Regions from separate parts of the Zea mays genome. Here regions 2 and 3 are each linked to region 1. Evidence: chromatin contacts called from public Hi-C data. All regions are on one chromosome and are shown on one strand. The core of a region is the stretch at or near the end of the contact, and the rest is flanking DNA. Distances in the headings are between cores, read along the strand shown.

The links. A called contact is a pair of places that touch in the nucleus more often than the background predicts.
Region 2: a contact with region 1 is called in a Hi-C map of ear, with 4 times the contacts expected there. The contact joins the promoter of LOC100384241 here to the promoter of LOC103630624 in region 1. A contact is called at or near these places in 3 of 25 Hi-C or Micro-C datasets (ear, tassel and an unstated tissue).
Region 3: a contact with region 1 is called in a Hi-C map of leaf, with 3 times the contacts expected there. The contact joins the promoter of LOC100283705 here to the promoter of LOC103630624 in region 1. A contact is called at or near these places in 3 of 25 Hi-C or Micro-C datasets (ear, leaf and tassel).

What each region holds. Positions count from the first base shown.
Region 1 is chr6:170,905,384-170,908,943 of Zm-B73-REFERENCE-NAM-5.0, forward strand. LOC103630624 reads right to left here and starts at 1,413. Exons shown (of 9, transcript NM_001364975.1): 1 at 812-1,413; 2 at 1-8. The coding sequence starts at 1,055.
Region 2 is chr6:171,070,704-171,074,528 of Zm-B73-REFERENCE-NAM-5.0, forward strand. LOC100384241 reads left to right here and starts at 2,266. Exons shown (of 11, transcript NM_001362306.1): 1 at 2,266-2,411; 2 at 3,117-3,298; 3 at 3,461-3,645. The coding sequence starts at 3,124.
Region 3 is chr6:170,737,497-170,741,320 of Zm-B73-REFERENCE-NAM-5.0, forward strand. LOC100283705 reads right to left here and starts at 2,122. Exons shown (of 8, transcript NM_001156604.2): 1 at 1,830-2,122; 2 at 1,620-1,702; 3 at 1,450-1,509; 4 at 1,266-1,374; 5 at 1,016-1,068; 6 at 295-375; 7 at 71-183. The coding sequence starts at 1,911.

The DNA of each region.
Region 1 (3,560 bases), core at 163-2,662:
GCTGTCATCTGAAACACAGTATTGAGGTACATAGTCAGTGGCTATACTAATCTGTAACCACAAGGCACGCTCCAATAGAAAACGTCAGTTGACGATTCGTGGGGAAATTGCCTACATTAACAAAAGACGTACAGCACAAGCAGGAAACTGAAATGACCATCGATGGCTTGGATCAGCATGCAAGTGTACTCGTTTGGCTATTTCAATTAACAACAAAATCGATTGCTAAAGACCATGCAAGATAGGTACAAGCACAAAAGAGCTCAGCTCTACTCCACCATCTGATTTCTCAAAAAATAAAAAACAAGAAGACCAAAAACTTCTCAGAGCGAAGTCCCTAATCATTCTAGCCATATCATAGCCATCAGCACTTCAGCGTCATGAAACATAATTTACACGGACAAAAAATTATCCACTAGTTTGCAGTAGACCAAGTCATTGGGTACACTATTATCCAGTTATCCCTGACGACACAGGACTACGACATTGTAGAATTGAGAAGGGGGTCGTCACACCATCAGCGTGGGGAGTATGTAATGTAACAGGTCCAAGCATTTGACAGCATCCTCTACACGGAGACGGAGTGGAGTATGCACACACGATTGTTCCCCACTGTTTAAAACATAACAAGCCAGTTCAAATTCTGTAAACGCCACCTGCATGACCCCAGCACACTGCTCTAGTATCTTCTGAACTAAAAGGCACCCACGTCACAAGGCTCAGGCCGGCAAAGCAGAGCGCCAAAGTGCGGCAGAAGCTGCAACATTAGAGGAGAGGAGACGGGCAAGCTAGCGGGAACGGGGGCGCGGACCTTTGACGACGGCGAAGAGAGAGGAGAAGACAGCGGCGGACACGACGGCGAGCAGCAGCAGGACGCCGGCCCTGCGGCGACCGCCCAGCCGCAGCGCGCGGTGCAGCAGCTGCAGGCGGTCCTTCTCCCCGCGCAGCGGGCGGCAGGCGGCGGCGGCGCCGGCCTTCCTCCCGCCGCCGACGGCGGCCGCGAGGGAGCCGTAGCTCCCGGACCGCAGGCCCAGCGAGGCCGCCGAGCCGGTCATCGCCGACGCCCCACTCTCATCCCGATCCGCCGGGTCGTGGGGCCGGGGCCCGCGAGATCCCGCGCCGCGAGCGCGAGATTCGGCGGCGGCGGCGGCGGCGGCGGGGATGTGATGCCCGCGGGTGGGAACCAGATCAGATGGAGGGGGGACGAACGCAGGCGGATACTTAACGCGCGGGCGCGGGGCGGGTGGGTGGGTCGGATCAGAGGCAGAGTTGGGTGGGGGTTAGAAGCGCGGGGCGAGCGGGCGGCGACGCGGTTTGCCTGTTCGGAATCGGAGAGCGAGCGGGGCAGCGGAGCCGGGGACGGGGAGGGTAGGTGGTGCGCCGGCCGAGCTCGCGATGCGATGTGGTTTTGCGCGTGCCAGTGCCAGGCGAGGCGAGGCGAGGCGAGACCGCGAGACGAACAACGCGCTCGCGCTTGGGAGGGGGGCGGTTTCTACTGCGCGCGCGGCGCCCACGCGCTGGTTTCCTCACCTCGCCTCGTCTGCTTCCTCTCCTCCGCCACGGCCCACAGGCGACTGGGTTACTGCGCCTGACGCAGACCCGCTAGGCGCCTAGACGGACGGTTAATAAAATAAATAAACGCGGCCGCCGGGTGACGTGGGGACGTCAGCGAGACGACGACGACGACGACGCCGCCCCGCCCTGGTCTGGGACTGGGAGCGAGCCCGAGCGCGCTCTAGTGTGGGTGTGGGTCCGCGCCGTGCTTGCCGGAAAAAAAAAACATGGCCTGCTTTTTGCTTGGTTGGTGCCATTTCCATTTGGAACTTCGCGTCACATCGCAGGCAGAGGACGGCCGGGTCCGGTTGGTCCGGTCCGTCGGTGCGGCGAGCACGTTTGATGATGCAGAAGCTGAAGCTAATAAAAATCGTTTTGTTTATTGCCAGAAAAGAAAGCTAGCGAGGGGGTGCCGCCGTGCATCCGCACCGCACAGACGTGGACTTCTCGCCGTGGAGAGATCGCGTGCCTTCCTCCGAAACGACGTTTCAGCGGCCAGCTCCCCTCCGAAACGTTGTGGTGGCAAGTGGCATCCATCGGCTCGGCGTCGACTGCACATGGACTCGTGTACTTCCGAAGCTTTCATTCATTGAACGCTTGCTTCACATCACAACGTTTGAGCGAGGAAGGGTAGTCGTGCTCAATTAATTGCTCCTGATCATGCATGCATCTCAGGCCTAATATATTTTTTTGGTTTTTTTAAGGTGGTGACTTTAGTTTTGTTATGTCCTTATTTTTACCGTCGTAGTTGTGTTTTTTATTCATTTTTGCACTTCCAGTATTATATAACAGAACGGTAAAACTGAACAAAAATTATGACTAGGAGGAAGAATAAGTAATGCGACGAAACTAAGAGTATGAATTTAAATAGCCTATTTTTCACTACTAGTACGTACGTACGTACGTAGGATCTGAACATGGATAGTACATCTATGACGAGGCCGAGGCTGGTTGGCCGAAACAATCAAACAACAGCCAAGCGTGGGGCTAAAGCTGGGCTCGTGGAGAGCTGCTAAAGCATCGTGTATATATACACGTTCGAAAGCGGCTGGACAAGGCGCGCAGAGCAAAGAAAGACTGGCTGCTATGGTACCACAAGCTTAACGCGACGTACACATATAGAGAGATCTGGCGTATACGAAGTGAACCAAGCAAAGCCACCAAGCGCTTGCTTATCCTGTTCCGGCACATACAAATCCGTGCACCACGTGTGTATGCTCTCCACAAACGCGAGGGCGATCCGTTGTTAAATATGGGTAGTATATACGCTACAGGCTAAAACCGAACTACATAAAACAGAATCATATAATATATACTATCTTGTAGTGACGGGCCTAGAAAATTTCAAGAGCATATGGTCAAAGATTAAAAATAGATAGACCTTGTTCAATTGTTGTCCACCTCAAACTATATTTTACTCGTGAATTACGTATATGTAGCAGTGATTTATGGCATAAGAAGCCCGTACGTCTGACCAGGACAGCGGGGCGGTGAACCCGTCACCGATATCTATATATTATTGCGCGGTGCAATGCAGAGTTGACAAATCACGTGTAGTCGATATAATTGATATTACAAATTATATGGACAACCCAAGCAAATCGTATAAAATAGAAAAAATTGGATTCGTAAAGTTTGAATAGGAAATGAGATATGATAGGCTTAAGCTCAGTTTGGTTCCATTAGTCCTATGAACTAAAGTTTAGTCCCTATCTTTTTGGATTATAAGAACTAAACAAATTCTAAATATATTAAATGCAACATATAAAAACCAAAATACATTTTTTTTTGTTTCATGCTAGTTTTCTAGACAAGGGCAATCAAGTAAATGTTATCTTTTAGTCACTTTTAGCACCCATGTGAGGGACTATAGAGACTAAAGTCAATTAATTGGTCCCTACTTTAGTTCTTATGTTTGTCAAAATAGTAACTAAACAGGACTAAAAACCAGAGACTAGATTAGTTCCTCTAACCAAACGGTGCTTTTATATAATATAGTGGGCAAA
Region 2 (3,825 bases), core at 1,016-3,515, 170 kb after region 1:
AGGCGCCGCCGGCGACTCCCGCCGCCTCTGCGTACGTGCGGACCGTCCGGCCCCCAGGGCGCGGACCGTCCGGCCGTCAGGCAGAGAAGCCCTAGCCGGGCACCAGGCCGCGGACCGTCCGGCCCCAGGCCGCGGACAGTCCGCCCCTGCGCAGAGAGTACCACCGCGCCTCGCACCAGGCCGCGGACCGTCCGGTCCCGCACGCGGACCGTCCGCCCCTGTTCAGAGGGCACCGCCACAGTTCTTGTTGAGTGTTTGACGCTCCGAAAAGGCGTCAACAGAAGTAATAAATCTGCTAGGTGCTAAAATACAGTTCAATTTCATCATCAAGTTTTCAGTAACTTGACAGTTTGGGGTCATACGAAAATAAGCATTAACAAGCTTATTTATATAACAATGCCTGTACCAAGCATTACTAAAATCCGCGTTGAAAAAATGTTCACTAATGTCCGTTTTTGGACTGAAGTGACGTTTATGAGATGACTCCTTTGCAGACAAAAATTGTTTTATATATGCAATTATCTTCTATTAGATGTATAATGTAGTTTTGACTTAGCTATCATCATTCTTTTAATTTTAGGTATGGGATACCCGGTAACAATCTTGCTGCAACAGTTTTGAAGTCCACGATGATTACATTTCAGATATGACCTATGTGGCTGACTCAAATCAGATACTGGCCACAAAGGTTTAACTAGATTCCGTGCAGTTGAGATGTATCAAACACAATCGAAACACTATCTGCATGGCAGCAACTAAAGATGATCACCAATTATCTTATTTATTCCCTTTTTTTTTTGTCATGGATCAGGCATAAGTACTCCTGTTTTCAGTTCCACATTTAACTGCTACTTCATGCAGATTGGATATTAAGTAATTTGATGATGTGATTTTGTAATACCATCGAACAGAAGATATTCTGTGAGATCTAAAGATGGATTTATTTGCAAAACATTTGCATGTCAAATTTATCGACATGCATTCTGTGCATGATACACAGCATGGTAACTAAAGATTAAACTTCTTTGCTTTCCTTGTAGCGGGGATGAAACTTTGTCTATGAACACCCTGCGGAGGAATAAAGTGAGTTACCTTTGGAGTACGTGATTCTTGCTTAGTGTGTGCTGAATTCGTGTTTTAGGGCTTCTTATCAAGGTTACCATTTACCAATGAATTACTGTAAGTTAACTTGCAGTCTTTTAACTGTTTCTAATTTAATACCAGGTAAGGTCACAATCTGAATTTTCAGAAGATGAGTTGGTATCCTCGGTGCTAATGAAGGTACCATGTTTTGGCAAACAGTTTTTGCTAGCAACATTTTTGTCCTGTTGTCATGACAATTGATTTTTTTTCTTCTTATTCTTTGTGGCTCTCAGAACGGTAAAAAGGTTGTTTGTGGAACTCCAAGTGGAGCCCTCTTATTATATTCATGGGGATACTTTAATGGTTGCTGGTAACCTTGTTTTCATCACACAACAGTACCTGCTGAAATAAAATATCACCAAGATAAACCTTCGGTAATTTGTATAATGCTTCAGTAACAATGCGTCCTGACTTGTGATGCAATGCCCCTATAGTTGGCGTTGAATGGTTTGAGCTAGGGCTAGGCCATCCCAACTGAGTCTGAAATCTATGGAGTGGTCAGCAGGTCAAGGACTCACCTAGAGGACAAGAGCACGCTGGAACCCCAGACCGGAACAGAAAGTGTGTTGTGCTAATGTGCTCGCGGTTCAGCTGTTCCGTGCACTTGGCATCCGAGATTCCCTCTGTCTGAATTTGATGATAATGGCAAGCCATCGGAATTGGGCAAACACAATACTACTAGCAAAGACAGCAGCACTGGACAACACTTGTCCATTCTACTTTCTACCTGCAGAGGCCCTCCATTCCATCCCGCCGTTGTTTGCCCATACTGTACTACCAACCGACCAGGAGGACTGCAGTAGTAGAGCATCATGTGGTTGTGATGCAAAAAAATCGCGAGTGAGAAGTGATGCTGATGCACCAGGTGAAGAACGCCGGCAAAGGACACCGCGAGAGAATGAGATCCACCTGCCAAATTATTGCCGCGGGCACGGCCAATCCCAGGCGCCCACCGAAATGCCGAAAACGCCAAACCGTCCCTCTCCGGCGTCCCGTCCCGTCCGTCCAGGAGCGGCGGACACGATAACACGGCGCCCTCGAGGCGCCCGCTGTCGCGGTAGGTCCCATGTGAGCCTCGCTTTTCTCCTCTCTCTCTCCCCGGCATTTCTCTCTCTGGCGTCACTCGCGTGTCAGGCGCATTCTGCCTCTTTCTTTCTCCCCCTCCCCTCCCCTCCCCTGCGGGCTTCTCTCACGAGCTCCCCCGGCCTCGCCGCCGCCGCCTGCTCCGGCGGGCGGGACCCAGCTCGCAGCGTCTCCCCTGCGGCGAGGTACGCCTTCTCCTCTCTGCGCCTGCCTCTACTCTACCCTCCCTTAGTCCCTTTGTCCTCCCAGCCTGCCAATTGGGATGCGCGTCTGGGTGTTTGAGCCGTGAAGAAGCTTGGCTCTGACGCTGTGGCTCGTGCCCCGTTGCTACTAGCGGAGAGGGATTTCGTGACCCGGCTAGCTCTGCTAGATCCGGGTCCTGGCGTCGTGGATGGCGCGCTAGGGGTGCCTGTGCAGGGGTTGGGGATTTGGGGTTGGGGCTCGGGCGCTTCAGCTTCATTTCTTTTATAAGCTAGTTGGGCGCGAATAGTTTCAGAAAATAGGTTGAGGAATTAGCAACAGGGATTCTGGTTCGCCTCCCCGACCTTTCCGCGGAGTAAAACCGAGGCGTGCTGTTTTGAACACATGTTGCTCGGTCCCTCCGTGATCAGGAGCACGGTGGTGGGGTGTAGCGGGTTGTTTTCAAACTGTCGAACCTTGTAATTTCGTTGCTGAAGTAATGAAATTGGGTTTTACCGTCGAGGAATTTTTTTTGGCGCGCTGTGCCTTTGCTTAGCCTGAATTGTTATTACTTGTTTCGATCGTCTAGGTCCAACCTTCGAATGGTATCAGTGCTTATTAGATTTTCATACTGATGAGTGCGCATGGTTTTAGCTCTAGTTTTTTCTTTTACGCTCAAACTAGGATGATATTCGATGACTGTGATTCAGGTACACGATGGAGGGAGCGGGAAGAGATGCCAACCCTTTGAGCGGTTACAGAATTGGCAAAACCCTGGGAATTGGGTCGTTCGGTAAAGTGAAGATCGCGGAACATATATTGACTGGTCATAAGGTGGCGATCAAGATTCTCAATCGCAAGAAGATCAGAAGCATGGATATGGAAGAGAAAGGTCATTGCTTATTCCTTCTGTACAGAACACTCATTTGTGGTTCTTAAGCATGCTCGTGATGTATACAGTACAGAACCGTAGCAAAGCTCCTTATTGTGTCCCGGAATTCTTTTTTCTTTGTTGAAGTACTCAACTTAATCCTCTCTTATTACGTACCTGCAGTTAAGAGAGAAATCAAGATACTGAGATTATTTATGCATCCTCATATCATACGCCTTTATGAGGTGATAGATACACCTGCTGATATCTGTGTTGTTATGGAGTATGTTAAATCTGGAGAGTTGTTTGATTACATCGTTGAGAAGGGAAGGCTACACGAAGAGGAAGCCCGACACTTTTTTCAGCAGGTGGCTTTCTTGCATATTACTATGTTCATTCCAAAGATTGCACAATGCATTGTAATCCTTGGTTCGAAGAACTGTAGTATGGTTGACATAAGCTGTTTTGTGAGCTGATAAATGTTTCAAATCTGTCAACCGTCATGCTTCTTTCATATCTGCGATCAATAAATTGAATATTTGTGTTTG
Region 3 (3,824 bases), core at 872-3,371, 170 kb before region 1:
ACTTTTTTTTTCTTTGGGAAGGAAAGATCACTTGGAAAGGAAAGGAAAGGACATGCGCTACGCTACGCACTGCAGATAGGGGAGAGTCATGTTCCTTAACGTTGCCGGGTTCTTCTTCACGAACTCCTCCCATTCTTCAGGATCTATCCTGCCATCTCCGTTCGAGTCCGCTTGGCTGAACGTCTGCACTCCAACGCGAACAGAGCAGCACGATATGATACGAGTTAGAACGGAGACGGGATCTTTGCAAACAAGCACCTGATGACTAGCGGAGAGTAGCAGTGTATCAGTTACGTTATCGACGATCGTCTCGACGGTGCTGTCTGAAAGGCAGAGGTCGGACTCATCAAGCAGCGCCAAGACCATCTCTCTGAGCTGCTTCTCAAGAACAAAGTTACTGTTTTATATTAGAATCGAACAAGTGCAGTGTACACAGGCATTATGGTTGGGAGTTGGTTGACGTGATGGATCTAAATACTAAGAATCTGATTATTACATGTGTCTTAACACTGTGCTGAGCTTTTTGGAAAAGTATAAATGACTTAGTATTTAATAAATTACGTATGTTGACTTATTTGCAGGTTCTAGTTAGAGGTACTCATTAGCTAAGACTACGGGCACAGCTACATAAAAGTGAAAAAGAGCAGATTTTTTAAGAAAAGCTTATCGTCATCTGGAGTCGGTGGTCATGCAGTTTTTTGATTATCAGGGTTGGAGGTTTTCAAACATGATTGAGTTGTAATAAAATAATGTTTAAGTGAGTTTGAGTCGGTGAGAAGTAGGGAAGCTATTACCTCTTTTAAGCTTACAGTTTTATCATGTTTTTGTGAGTTGTTGGATTTGTTTTAAGTTGTGTAAATTTGACCTTACCCTCGAAAGAGGCGAAAGCCGAATTTTGATCCATTATCTAAAAAAACACACAGTCACTATGGTTTGCAGTCATTAAATGGCATGCGCTCTGGTTGTTCTTTTTTTTTTCTTTGGAAAATATACAGGAGAACGCATGAATGATCACCTCTTCTTTCTCGATGTAGCCTGTTCCCCTCAGATCATACAGCTTGAAAGCGACTGCATAAAGGATGAGAAAAGTCCAGATCAAACATGTCATCTCCGTCCTTTCTCGGTGTGGCCATTCCGAACCGTACAGGAATTTCACGCGAGAAGCTCAGGATTTTTAGCGAGAGAAAAAATCCCTCGTCGCAAACATGGCCTAATGCACGAGAAGAAGAAGATGATGAATGAACATTGAGGTATGCAGTTCGTACACGCCGTCTTCTCCGACGTATCTGCTTTAGGGTGGAACACACTGAGCGACCGCACGAACTCCTCGAAATCGATGACTCCGTTCCGCTTGAGATCGAACAGATCGAAGACCTGTGACGGCGAAACACGAACTGAGTTTCCTCCTCCTGTGTCCTGTAAGAGCGAAAATGAGCACGAGATGCTTACCCTGTCTGCAAAGAGGTTCGCTCTCCTGCTGTTCCTGAACAAGGCGAGCTGGAACTCCTCCTGACCGACCAGACCAAACCAACACAGCACAGACTCCAACCCGTTAGCGGCGCGATCTAAGTATCAGAAACCAGGGAATGTACCGAGATGGGTCGTCGGTCGATCTCCACCTTGTGGATGAGCCCGTCTTTGACGATGGAGCAGCTCAGCTTCTTGTACAGCTCGTACAGCGCCTCCACCTCGTTCACCGTGACTACCATGCCACACAAGCAACACAACAGCCGCAGCAGACGTGGGTCAGCGTCCCGCAATTGGCGCCGTCGTTGCCGGCGGTGAGGAGGGGGTGGTGGGAGAGGGAGGGAGGGAGGTGAGATGCTCACATGAGGTCTGGGTCGCCAGCACGGCCGGATCCGCGTGCGCCGGCGCGCTCCTGCTGAACTGCTTGGACGTCGCGCAGCCCATCGCCCCCCTGCCCTGTGTCGTGCGAGTGAACGAGGCTATGCGGCCGCCGACCGCGAGAGAGACAGGAGATCCGGCACGCCGGCGAGGAGTCAGGAGACAGACTTTGCAGTTTGGTGAGCCCCCCTCTCCGCTCTCCCTCTCGCGCCACGTCACGCCGGGCGCTGTCTACCTCGCGTCCCGTGTCCACGCCTCTCCTTTTGTCCGTCTCCCTGGCCAGAGTCGCGTGTCCGCGATCTTTTGTAGCGAGGCGACTCCCGGCGCTCCCGGTCAGAGATCGGGCGCGCAAAAAACAAAGTATTTTCTTGCGGCGGCCGCTCACGCACAGTTGGCGGCGATGGCGTGGAGTCCGTGGACCCTGGGCGTCGAGAGCGCGATAGGTCCGAATTTCTTTATTTTTAGCTCTTTTTTAAGTTTTTAGACCTTCGCTTAGTGCTAACGCCGAGTCACGTGATCCGCTGACACTGTAGGGCTGACGTGGTGTCGACATGGTCCTACCTTTACGCAACAAAATCTTGACGTCAAGTTAAAAAAAATGCTATAAATCATTCCTGATCGAGAGCTATGTCCAGCCACTTCTTTCCATAAACGGATGTAGGCCTATGGCCACTAGGGCCTAGGCTCTTGAGCCAGGTTATTAATAGAGCCCGTGAACTAGTGTCGACCCAGCATGCCTCTACAGTGGATATGCCACCCTCTATAGCACCACAATCAGTTTACTACACAAGCAGAGGCAGTGGCGGATCCAGGATTGATCCAAGAGAGGACTATTAAACTAAGACTATAAATTTTTTTAAACCAAACAAAAAACATATTTGATATTTAATGACACAAGAATCAAGATATAATTTAATAGCCTAAAAATAAATTGATACAAATTCTAGAAATATAATAATCAATACATAGCGTTCATGAGGATGAGTTGTGGCTTGGCTGCTCAGATCGGCGCGCAGGCGCGCTCAGACAGCGGCGTGGTCACATGGTTAGCAGCGCCCTCAGACAGCTCAGACACCTACTCTGCTCAGATTCGCGCGCTCAGACTGTCAGACACCTTGTGTCCTTGTCTGCGGACTGCGGCGCGCGGCGGTGCTCCGGGCAACTAGGTGTTGGGGGCCTTCGGCTTCCGAAGGTCCTCAAAAACATGATTTAACAATGTTTCTGGAAGTACAGTACATGAACAGATATCTTCGGACTTGAGTTGAAGCCACAGCGTGGAGAAGCACGAGGAGTACGAAGGATAGCACAAACCGAAGATGTGCGCAGGAGAACTTCGGCATGATAACGGAAAAAGGAAACCGACTTAAAGATGAAAAGGCTATTCAAACCTCGAGGGACTGCTACAGAGTTGTTAGCAAATATAGAGGGTATGAGTGTAATTTCACATGGGCTGCGTCCCGTGCCTATAAATAGATGAACAATAACTCCTTACTGTTCACGTTGACCTGGCGTTTATCCTTGCGTCACGCTGGTACTTTCACATTCCTTCAAGTCGAAGGTATACTTGTAATCTAATATTGCTTCTATTTTTCTATAGTAATTAAATAAGAGTGAGACAATGATAATATATGATTATTTATATTATTTTTATGGTCTATATGATTCTTTCTTCACCCTCATATGTTATGTTAATAAAGGTAAGTCCTTCGTTACCTTCATCCAAAAATCATTATATCCTAAGGGAAATAATGCTTCGAAGGACGAAGGGCTTTAACGTATAACGTTTACTATGTTGTCTTGTTCTTACTTCATAGCATTTGAGAACAAGTCCACAACATTGGCGCCCACCTCCGGTGAACTCTTTTTCGACCACCTTCAGCAAGCATCAACCTTCGTCATGCCACCAAAGAAAGCTTCGGCAACAGGGGCTGCCGTTCTGCAGCCGCTAGATCCGAATCAGGAGACCCTTTCTCTTTGGG